Regions from separate parts of the Mus musculus genome. Here region 1 is linked to region 2. Evidence: chromatin contacts called from public HiChIP or PLAC-seq data. All regions are on one chromosome and are shown on one strand. Each heading gives the region's core, a stretch centred on a gene start, on an enhancer-like site or on the middle of the called end of the contact. The rest is flanking DNA. Distances are from core to core; before and after follow the strand shown. Region 1 overlaps Tbl1xr1 (transducin (beta)-like 1X-linked receptor 1). Region 2 has its middle 39 kb from the start of Tbl1xr1.

Region 1 (5,067 bases), core at 645-3,144, 70 kb after region 2:
CCTTGCAGCATAAACTTGACTTCTCCAGATCTGCGTGATGTAAGCCATTCTGTCCTCCAGCTTTTATAGAGAGCTGCCGTGCATAAAGGCATTTCCCTCACCCACTGAATCGTGTACATACACATACATACATGTACACACACATGTACACACACGCACACACATATATATGGGCACATATATATAAGCTATATTCTCAGTGGTCCTGAAGGTTGAAGCCAGGGCCTCACTCTGCTAGGCAAATAGTCTTGAGGCTGTACATCCAACTTATTTTTCTAGGTAACAATAGATTCTGTGGGCATCATCTCTCAAGACTTCTATCACCTGATCACCTCCCATCCCCCCCTTCTGAGACAGGTCTAAACATATACCCTAGTTTGGCCTGGAACTTGAACTTCTTCTGCCCCTGTGTCCCTGGGATTCTCAGCCTGTGCCACCCAGCCCAATATTTTCTTAGAATAACTGACTGTTAGGAGCACATTATTCAGTTTCTGATGATTTTACTTTCCTGAGAACTCTCCAATGCTGATTGCTGATTTTATTTCACTGTTCTCACATCTGTTAGGCCAGTTTGTTTGATAATATTCAAATCTTTTATTTAGCATTTCCTGATTTTTCTGTTCCCTCTTTAGTCAGTAACAGAGAATAAGATACTTAACTTGCTCGGCCCTAAGTTCTGTTTCTTTGTGGAACTTTGTTTTTGCTTTATTGATTTTGAAGTAATAGGATGAGGTTTATGAACGCTTAGTGTTTTGTTTTTCCTCTGTGTTGTGGTGGCCCTTTATTATTACTTTTTTACCGTGCTCATATTCTGTGCTCTGACAGTCTGTGTACCTGATGTTTCTGCTGTCATTTCATCTCTCTCTGTAGTGGAGCTGGCATGGTCTGTGTGTTTCCCTCTTGATTTGTTTTCAGTCTGATTATATGTGAGGTCTGCTTATGTATGATGTGGAGTGGTCTTGCTTGTTGAGCTAGTTTCCCTCTCTGCTTTGGATTAATAGAAACACTTCATTGTACCGGCTTACTGCTTTAGGCTGTTAGGTCAAGCTCTATGGTGTAGGCGTTTAAACTCACCACCCACCTTGAAGTGCTACTTAAGGGCTTACCATTCTCCTCACCCCATTATCCACTGTATGGTAAATGGATCCATCTGGTATTGCGTTCTGCCTTAGTAGAACGTTTCTTATGCAGCAGAACTGCTGGTTATTAGTCTACTTTTGTAGATCTGAAAGAGTCATTCCATCTTCTCTGCTGACTAGTTTTATATCAACCTGAAACAAACTAGAGTGAGCATAGAAGTGAGAACGTCAACTGAGAAGATGTCTCCTAAGGTTGGGCCGCAGTGAGGCCTGCTAAGTCCTGTTCTTAGTGATTGAGGGGGAGGCCCAGTCCATAGTGGGTAGGCCTCCCCTGAGGTGGTCGTCCTGGGTCCTATCACATTGCAGGCTGAAGGAATTCTAAGGAGCAAGCTAATAAGCAGCACCCTTCATGGGCTCTGCCTCAGCTCCTGCTTCCAGGTTCTTGGCCTGTTTGAATTCTTGCCCTAACTTCTTCAATGATAAGCAGTGATGGGAAGTGTAAACTGAATAATCCTTTTCCTTCTCAAGTTGCTTTAGTCATGGTGTTTAATCACCACAAAGATAACCTAACTATGAAACTTTCATTTTTATTTATAAAGTTTAATGTTTTATTACTCTTATTTTTAAATGTTTATATGTGTGTGTACATCCTGACTCATGGGTAGAAGTCAGGTATCAACTTTATGGAGTTGGTTCTCCTTCCTAGGGATCCAGCCATGTCAGCCTTTGCAGGATTGGCCTTCTGCTGCTAAGCCATTTTACTAAGCTGGCTTAGTACTTGGGCTTTACAGTTAGCATACAAAGCAATAGGTTTCCTTACTCTGCTCTCACTCATACTTTGTTCTTACTGAACTTCTCCAGTTGCTTCCATTTCCTGACTCCTGCTGTTCTCCCCCCACCTCTTTTTGTTGGCAACTTTTTGCTTCTCTGACTTGAATTCATGTACCTTCCTCCTCCTTAAGCTCTCTTCTTCTCTTTCAAGGACCCCTTTCTAGGACATCCCCACCCCTAATAATACTTGTAAAAGAACTAAATTCTAGGATTTGCATAGGGAGAAAATGTGGTAGTTGACTTTTCCAAGTCAGAGTTATCTTAGCACAGATGTGGAATATATGTTTTCCTGTAAATGTCTTGATTTCAGTGTTTTGTAAGGCTAAATAAAATTCTATTTTGTACATTAATCACATTTTCTTTATCTTTTTTATCAGTTTATAAGGCATCTAGGCAGGTTCTATCTCTTGGGTATTGCTCTGTGGTATGTAGACGTTTCTACGACATGCCCAGAAAGGTTATGTCTGGGTCAGGTGACAGTTTTTGATTTCCATAGTGGCTATACTTATTTTTCCTACCAGCAGTGGAGGGGTTACTCTCTCCCACTTCTCAGCATGTGTTTGCTATTCTCTTGCTGTTAGCCATTCTTTTTGTGGTGCATTGGAATCTCAGCACTACTGTATTCCCCAAATTGATAAGGTTATTGAACAGTTTTTCAAATATTTAGAATACATACAATTTAAAAATGTGTATAACAATTAATAATAATAATAATAATAATAATAATAATAATAATTTTGTGTGCAAGGGTTTTTACATGCATGTGTGTTTACACTTTTGTGCATGCTATGCCCTCAGAGACCAGTGGAGGAGGATGGATCCTCTGGGACTGTAGTCATAAGACTGTTATGAGGTACTATATGGGTGCTGGATACTGAACCTAGGTCCTCAGAAAGAACACCCAGGGCTCTTAACTGCTGAGCCATCATTTCAGCCTCACTGTTTTGAGAATGTATTCAGTAGTAATTGGGAGGTCTTATTTTCTTTATATATTCTAGACACTAGCCTCTCTAATGTACTGTTGGAGGTGATTTTACACACCTCTGCCTATTCTTCACACTGACTTTTATTACTGACAGTTGTTTCTTTTGCTGTTCAGAAGCCTTTTAATTTCATGTTTTCCCATTTGCCAGATATGGAGGCGATTTCCTGTGCTATTGGAGTTGTTTCAGAAAGTTATTCAACATTTTAGTGTTTTAGATCTTACATTAAGGTCTGTGATCCAGTATGAGTTGATTTTTGTGCAAGGTGAGAGATGAGAATCTATTTTTATTCTGCATGGGAATATCTAGTTTCCCTGCACCATTATTTGGAGAGGCCTTTTCCCATGTATATTTTTATGCTTTTGTTATAAATTTCATAGTGGGGTAACTCTGTTCAGGTACCATGTTGTCTGTGGAGTGATTTGAGGTCAGGCATTAAAATGTTTTGGGTCAGTGTTAGTTTCCTTCCTTCCTTCCTTCCTTCCTTCCTTCCTTCCTTCCTTCCTTCCTTCCTTCCTTCTTCCCGCCTTTCTTCCTTTTTTTCTTTTTCTTTTTTTTCCTTTTTTAAATGTCTTTGTGTACAGGTGTTTTGTCTGCATTTTTATCTGTATAATATGTGTGTGCAGTGCCCATGGGGTCCAGAAGAGGGCATTGGATCCACTGGAACTGGAGTTCTAGATGGTTGTGAGCCACCATGTGGTTGCTGGGAAATGAACCTAGGTCCTCTGGAAGAGTGAGCACTCAGTGAGCCATCTCCCTAGACCCTGCTGAATTGTGTTGACAGTAGTGGTCTTTCTTTGAACCAGGTTGGTCTGGAGGTTACTTTGTAGCCCAGGCTGCTCAAAGTACTAGTGATGCCCCTACCTCACCATCCCAAGTGCTGGGATCACAGATGTACCATCAGTCCTGGCTTTCCAGTAGTATTCTTTGTGTTTAGGTTCCTTTGGCTCTTTGGAGTATTTTATGTTTCTATATGAACTCTAGTTCTGTGAAAAACTAAAATTTTGGTAGGCACTGGCATTGGATCTGCTGTAGCACCTTTTGGTACATTATTTTTTCAGAATATTACTTCCACCTGTCTATGAGTGTAGAAGGTCTTTCAATACAGTAAAAAAAAATTCAGTATCTTTCAGATCTTAAAAGTTTCATGCAGAGGTCTTCCTTCTACTTTTTTGTGTAGGTCCATTGGTGGGTGTTTTATTTATTTTTAAACTATCACAGGATATTTGTTTTGATTTTTTTTTTTTATTTACAAAGTTTGCTAATTGACTTATAGGAAAGCTACTGATATGATATATATGTATATTTGTATCCTGTGGGCTTAGGACATTTCTGGTCAAGTCTTTAGGTGTGTTTAATAAGCAAATATAGATAAATTGTCTATCTTTTAATTCTCTTACTGCTCTAGCTAAGAGAATACTTTGATGAATGAAAGTGATGAGAGGGGACACTCTAGTCCTTTTGCAGATTTTGGAGGATTTTTTTTTTCCTGTCTATTGTTGGCTAATATTTTTGTCATGCATAGCCTTGGCTCTGCTGTGTGCTGTCTTTTCATTGTTTAATCCTTGAGGACTTTTTATCAGGACAGGATTTTGAATTTTGTCATAGCGCATTGAGATGACCATGTGGTTTCTATTTTTAAGTCTATTTATGTGTTGTAATACATCTTTAAACTTATGTATTTGAGCAAACCTTGCCTTCATAGAAGAAACTTAATTAATGTGGTATATGTTCATTGTAATGTATTCTTAAATTTGATTTGCTGGCAGATAATTGAAAGTTTTCACATCTGTGTTTATCACAGAACTAGATCTATAACTTTCCTTTTTGTTGTGTCATCTGGTTTTGATACCAGCAACAACACCTGTTTTTTAGAATGAAATTCAGTAGTATATATTCTCTTCTGCTTCGTTTGAGAAATACTTATCTTAAACTTAATGGTTTGGTAGAATTCAGCAGTGACTCATTCTGATCATAGACATTTCCTTGTGCGAGACTGTATTAGTCTTTTCTAGAGTAATAGAACTTTTAAAATGAATCTATATATAAGAATGAGATTTATTAGAATAATTTACAGGCTGTAGTCTAGCTAATCCACCAATGGCTGGGTGTTAACTCAGAGTCCAAGAATCCAGTAGACCTCAGTCTACTAGGCTAGTCGTCTCCGTTGTTTT
Region 2 (4,478 bases), core at 1,147-3,646:
CAACTTGACCTAGAATCACCTTGAACCATGCCTCTGGGTATGTTTGTGAGGGCATTTCTAGATTGGGTTGCAGTAGGAAGACAGTAGGCAGAACAGCAGGAAAGCTCTTTAAACAGGAAGGTAAACAAACAACTTAAAATAGCTTCAGGAAGTCCCTGAAATTGACCAGATTCACTAGGCCCTTCACTGCCAGAGTAAACAGAGCCAAAAGTAAGGAACACTCTCAAAAGAACAGAGCTGTCAAGAAAACTCAGGACAAGCTAGGCTGCAAAGACTTGAAACGTGAGCAGCTCCCTAGATGCAACAGATATATCAGTCAAGCTGCCTGGAAGAGGCTTAGACCAACTGAGGTACCTGAACCAATCCAGGCATGTGGCACTCTGCCTGGCTATGACATGTCATGATAAATTGATAAGTAGAGCTTTCTTCTGCTTAAGACAGCATTTCTCAACCTGTGAGTTATATAACCTCTTTGGAGGTCATGAGACTCATTCATAGGGGCGGCCTGAGACCATTGGAAAACACAGATATTTACATTATGATTCATAACCGTTGCAAAATTATAGCTATGAAATAGCAACAAAATATTTTTTATGGTTGGGGGATTCACTACAACATGAGAAACTATATCAAATAGTCACACAATTAGAGAGGTTGAGGACCAATGGCTTAAGATAATGATTTTAGGTTTCGATGTTTTGTATTTTCTTTTGTCCTTAAGGCATCCATATAACAAAGATCCCTCAGTATTTCCTTTTCAAATAAAAGCATTCTAAATCACTATGCATTTCAAGGAGGCAAAAAAGGATGTAAGTATTGAGAACTAGAGTGAGTTAGAAATATTTCTCTCCCATTTCTTTAAAAATAAAGATGCCACATCTGCTTTCTGAGCCTCCTCTAGCTCCCCATTGATCAGATATTTGAAAACAGAAGGTGTGTACTAGCCCCTGAGTGCTAAATTATTTTTCTTTGGCTGGCTGTACCCGCAAATCAGTCTCTTCTGTTTCATTCTCCCAGGAAGAGCATCATTTCCATAAATCTTTTATATTATCATGTTTCCCATAGAGATAGAGAGTTGGACCTGTCAGCTGTGTGTACTTTTCTAGCACCTTGAAAATATCTGATAAAAAAAAAAATCATAGACTTCAGAAGCTGCAAGAGACTGGATGCTGATTTTAGTCTATACTGCCTACTTGCCATTCCTCACATAGTACTTGTTTGAACATCAGTAAATCTAAACCAGAAAGAATAAAAAATGTAATTTTAAAAGACCCAAAATGTTTGCTGGGCATGGTGGTACCTCCTGGCAATCCCTAGCACTTAGGAGTTGAAGCTTGAGGCTCTCAAGGTCCAGGACACAGACTGAGTTCCTGTCAAGCTATGGTTACACAGTGAAACCATCTTGAAATTAAAATATAAAAAAGAAAATCAGTTCAACGTTTTAGTAAATTGAACAATAAGCAATTTAAATAAGTAACCAAAATATGATATTTCTAAAATTTTTCAGATCTTACATATATGTTTTGTACATAGAGCATAGTCGCCCCTTATCCTTTATTCTCCTATGCCTCTCCTACTCTATTGTTCCTTTATATATGCATCTGTCTGTCTGTCTTTTCCTGTCTCTGTGTGTGTGTGTGTGTGTGTGTGTGTGTATGTATGTATGTATGTGTATGTATGTACGTGTGACTCTACTTTGGATATCTATTTATATTAGAATCTAATAATGATTAGCTTAGCGGTACCCTAGTGGGAATTAATGTATTTAGTTAAGGCATTAATGATGCAAGGTGCAAGGGCCAATGGTACTTAGCAGAAACAGGGCGGGGGGAGGGGGGGGAACCTGTGATGACTGACATCAGAGTTACTATTAGAATAGGAACTAGCGCCGGGCGTGGTGGTGCGTGCCTTTAATCCCAGCACCCGAAAGGCAGAGGCAGGCAGATTTCTGAGTTTGAGGCCAGCCTTGTCTACAGAGTGAGTTCCAGGACAGCCAGGGCTACACAGAGAAACCCTGTCTCAAAAAAGGAAAAAAAAAAAAAAAAAAAATAGGAACTAGTCATTTATTTCATCTTGGGTCCCATTTTTTTCTGCAATGTTTTGTTAGTGCAGCCAAATAATCTCTAACGATTTCCAAGTGACTTTGTGTAAAGAGAAGATTTTTCTCTTAAAGACATACAATAACCTCCTTGCTTTACATAGAGCAAATCAAGTACCTAATCCTATTGTAGAACTACTAGCAAATGAATCTACCTGTTGATATATCTGAATCTATTGACTTTTAATAAGCACCTTTTCTTGTCTATTGGTATAATAGACACTATAGGTACCATACTGTAGCCTCCCCTGCCTGAAGCCGGCTGATGCAAGCCTTGCTGCCACTGAGAATGAGACCACCTGGGGTGGAGCCTTCTGACCTAGATGGCTCTATTGTTCTGTCACTTGACACTGCTCTCCTCCAAGACACTGTTACCTGCTGAGAGGCCCCTGAGATATTCCGGAGGCACGTCCTATCCTGCAAGTCGCCTACAGGCTCCAGACACCAAGAATGACTGGTGGGGTGGGAGGGGGTGGGATGGGCCTCCCCCCCCTCCCCCCAAGCACACTCTCTTAGTAAACTCTCAGGCCTTGATCAGAATGTTGTCTTGGCTCCATTATCTTCTCTCGAAGTCTAAGTCTCTTTCAGCCCCAGCCTGCCTCCCAGGTGTACCCAGTTCATGTAGGCCACAGGCCGGCAAACAACACCATTTTGTCCCCTATAACAGAGACTTTCCTTTTGACCTAACATTTCAGCCTTTTGTAAGGGGTAATATGCTCCCTTCTGCAACAGTTTCCTTCTGAAATTAAGATGCCACAACATTGTCCGTGTCCAGGAAGACAGAATAGTAGTTGAAGGTCTGGAGGCGGTTCAGGCAATGGGCATTTATCAGAAGCAGCTAGTTAGCAGACCCAGGTGAAGAGGCATGGAGCAGTGATGTCAGTTGGACTGGTTCACATCAGCTTTCAGCAAGCCCAGGGCAAACAGCCATTCGGAGCAGTTTATAGTGTGCAGCTGATTCCTGAATTGTGTCTTTCAGCCAAGCAGAAATCTGGTGAGATAGATATAAACCAAGGACTGAAGTTAAAAGTTTAGGAACTTTAAGGGAAATCTTAAATTTGGAACTTTCAAGACCATCGTCCTGATAGCTTGGGGTTGGGGGGAGAACACCTAAGACTAGGGCAGAAAGAGAGATCACACCCTCAGCTCAGAAATGCATAAGTGGGAAAACTTAGGCCATACTTATCTGGAGTCCATTTGACTTTTGAGAGGTGAATCCAAGTCTTATGACTCCCTCAACTCCATAAAGCTTGCATCATTTTTTTTAGTTTACAAAAAGAGATAAAAGTTTTAGATATATTAGCATCACCACTGCTCTGAAATCCATGTTTTTGAAAAGCTAACAGGTGTTTGTAAGACAGCTGGAGTAAACTCACTCCTTTGAGTCATAGTGAAAGCTATGGCACTGGGTTAAAACGAATGAACATTCTTTTCTCTCTCCAGAAGGATGGATGTATACAGATTGGACACTGATGCTTATAGCCTAATGAGAAGTACCTTTAAGTCTATACTTAGAAAACTACTGAAGGAAATTTGAAATCTTGTGCTTGCGACTGACAATAGTAAGTCCTTTACCAGCTTATAAGTACTTGTTGTGGATAGCCCTGGTGCTGTTTGTTTGGTTGGTTTTTGTTTTTTTTCGAGACAGGGTTTCTCTGTATAGCCCTGGCTGTCCTGGAACTTACTTTGTAGTTTGATGCTAATTTTGCTCTCCTGGGAGGGACTTTGGACAAGGAGGGAGTCATAACCAGGTGACTTCTTGTGAACCAATCCCCTAATGAATAAAGGAGCCAATCACTGGGCGAGTAGGCGGAACTTACAGTTTGGACAGAGGAAGAAAAGGAGAGTTAGGCCTTTTTTGGGACAGGGATAGTGTCAGGACAAGATGAAATTATGAATGTCTCTCGGTTTCAACAGCGGATTCGTCAGGATTTGCCACCAGAAGATTTAGATTTAATAAGGTTTACAAGTGAGGATTTTAGTTGTTGCACCCAGTGCTTGAGTTACCATTGTCATTTCTGAACTAAGTTTATGTTGAGTTTTCCTTCACACAGTGGCTCATCTGGGTTCAAGAGAGAAAGGTACCGTGGCAAAGCGTGGGTTTGCCTGAGGTACACCACAAAGGCCGTGGGGGATTTCAAGCATGGGGCTGGTGTGGTAGCGACACTCTAGTGGGAACCTATCGAGCTGGATGGAGATGTTTTGGTAGCTCCAGGCAAGAGAGTCTTACCATAAAAGCAGGCCTGCCAGGATGGAGAGTTGCCAAGAAGGTGGTTTTTTGTTTGTTTGTTTGTTTGTTTGTTTTTTAATATTTCCCGCAACAAGTACTCTATTGATCAATATTAAAACTCTGAACTTTTGAAATCTTAGTATAATAGCA

Evidence for each region. HiChIP or PLAC-seq counts read pairs in DNA pulled down with a chosen protein or histone mark.
Region 1: an H3K27ac HiChIP or PLAC-seq map of embryonic stem cells shows a contact between it and region 2, with 7 read pairs. The contact joins two enhancer-like sites. A contact is called at or near these places in 1 of 15 datasets of contacts at CTCF or cohesin (CD8 T cells), 2 of 484 Hi-C or Micro-C datasets (both in embryonic stem cells), 2 of 115 datasets of contacts at active chromatin or transcription factors (embryonic stem cells and memory CD8 T cells) and 2 of 9 other capture datasets (adipose tissue and liver).

What each region holds. Positions count from the first base shown.
Region 1 is chr3:22,106,262-22,111,328 of GRCm38.p6, forward strand. The region is part of intron 1 of Tbl1xr1 (transducin (beta)-like 1X-linked receptor 1); the gene reads left to right. Among named protein-coding and RNA genes, the nearest start is that of Tbl1xr1, 32 kb to the left of the region's middle. Within about 2 kb of position 1,895, at least 8 of the 459 cell types and tissues checked have an H3K27ac peak or open chromatin away from gene starts, as enhancers often do. A contact at or near this core is called in embryonic stem cells, where this site is marked.
Region 2 is chr3:22,035,740-22,040,217 of GRCm38.p6, forward strand. No RefSeq gene overlaps it. Among named protein-coding and RNA genes, the nearest start is that of Tbl1xr1, 39 kb to the right of the region's middle. Within about 2 kb of position 2,397, at least 20 of the 459 cell types and tissues checked have an H3K27ac peak or open chromatin away from gene starts, as enhancers often do. A contact at or near this core is called in embryonic stem cells, where this site is marked.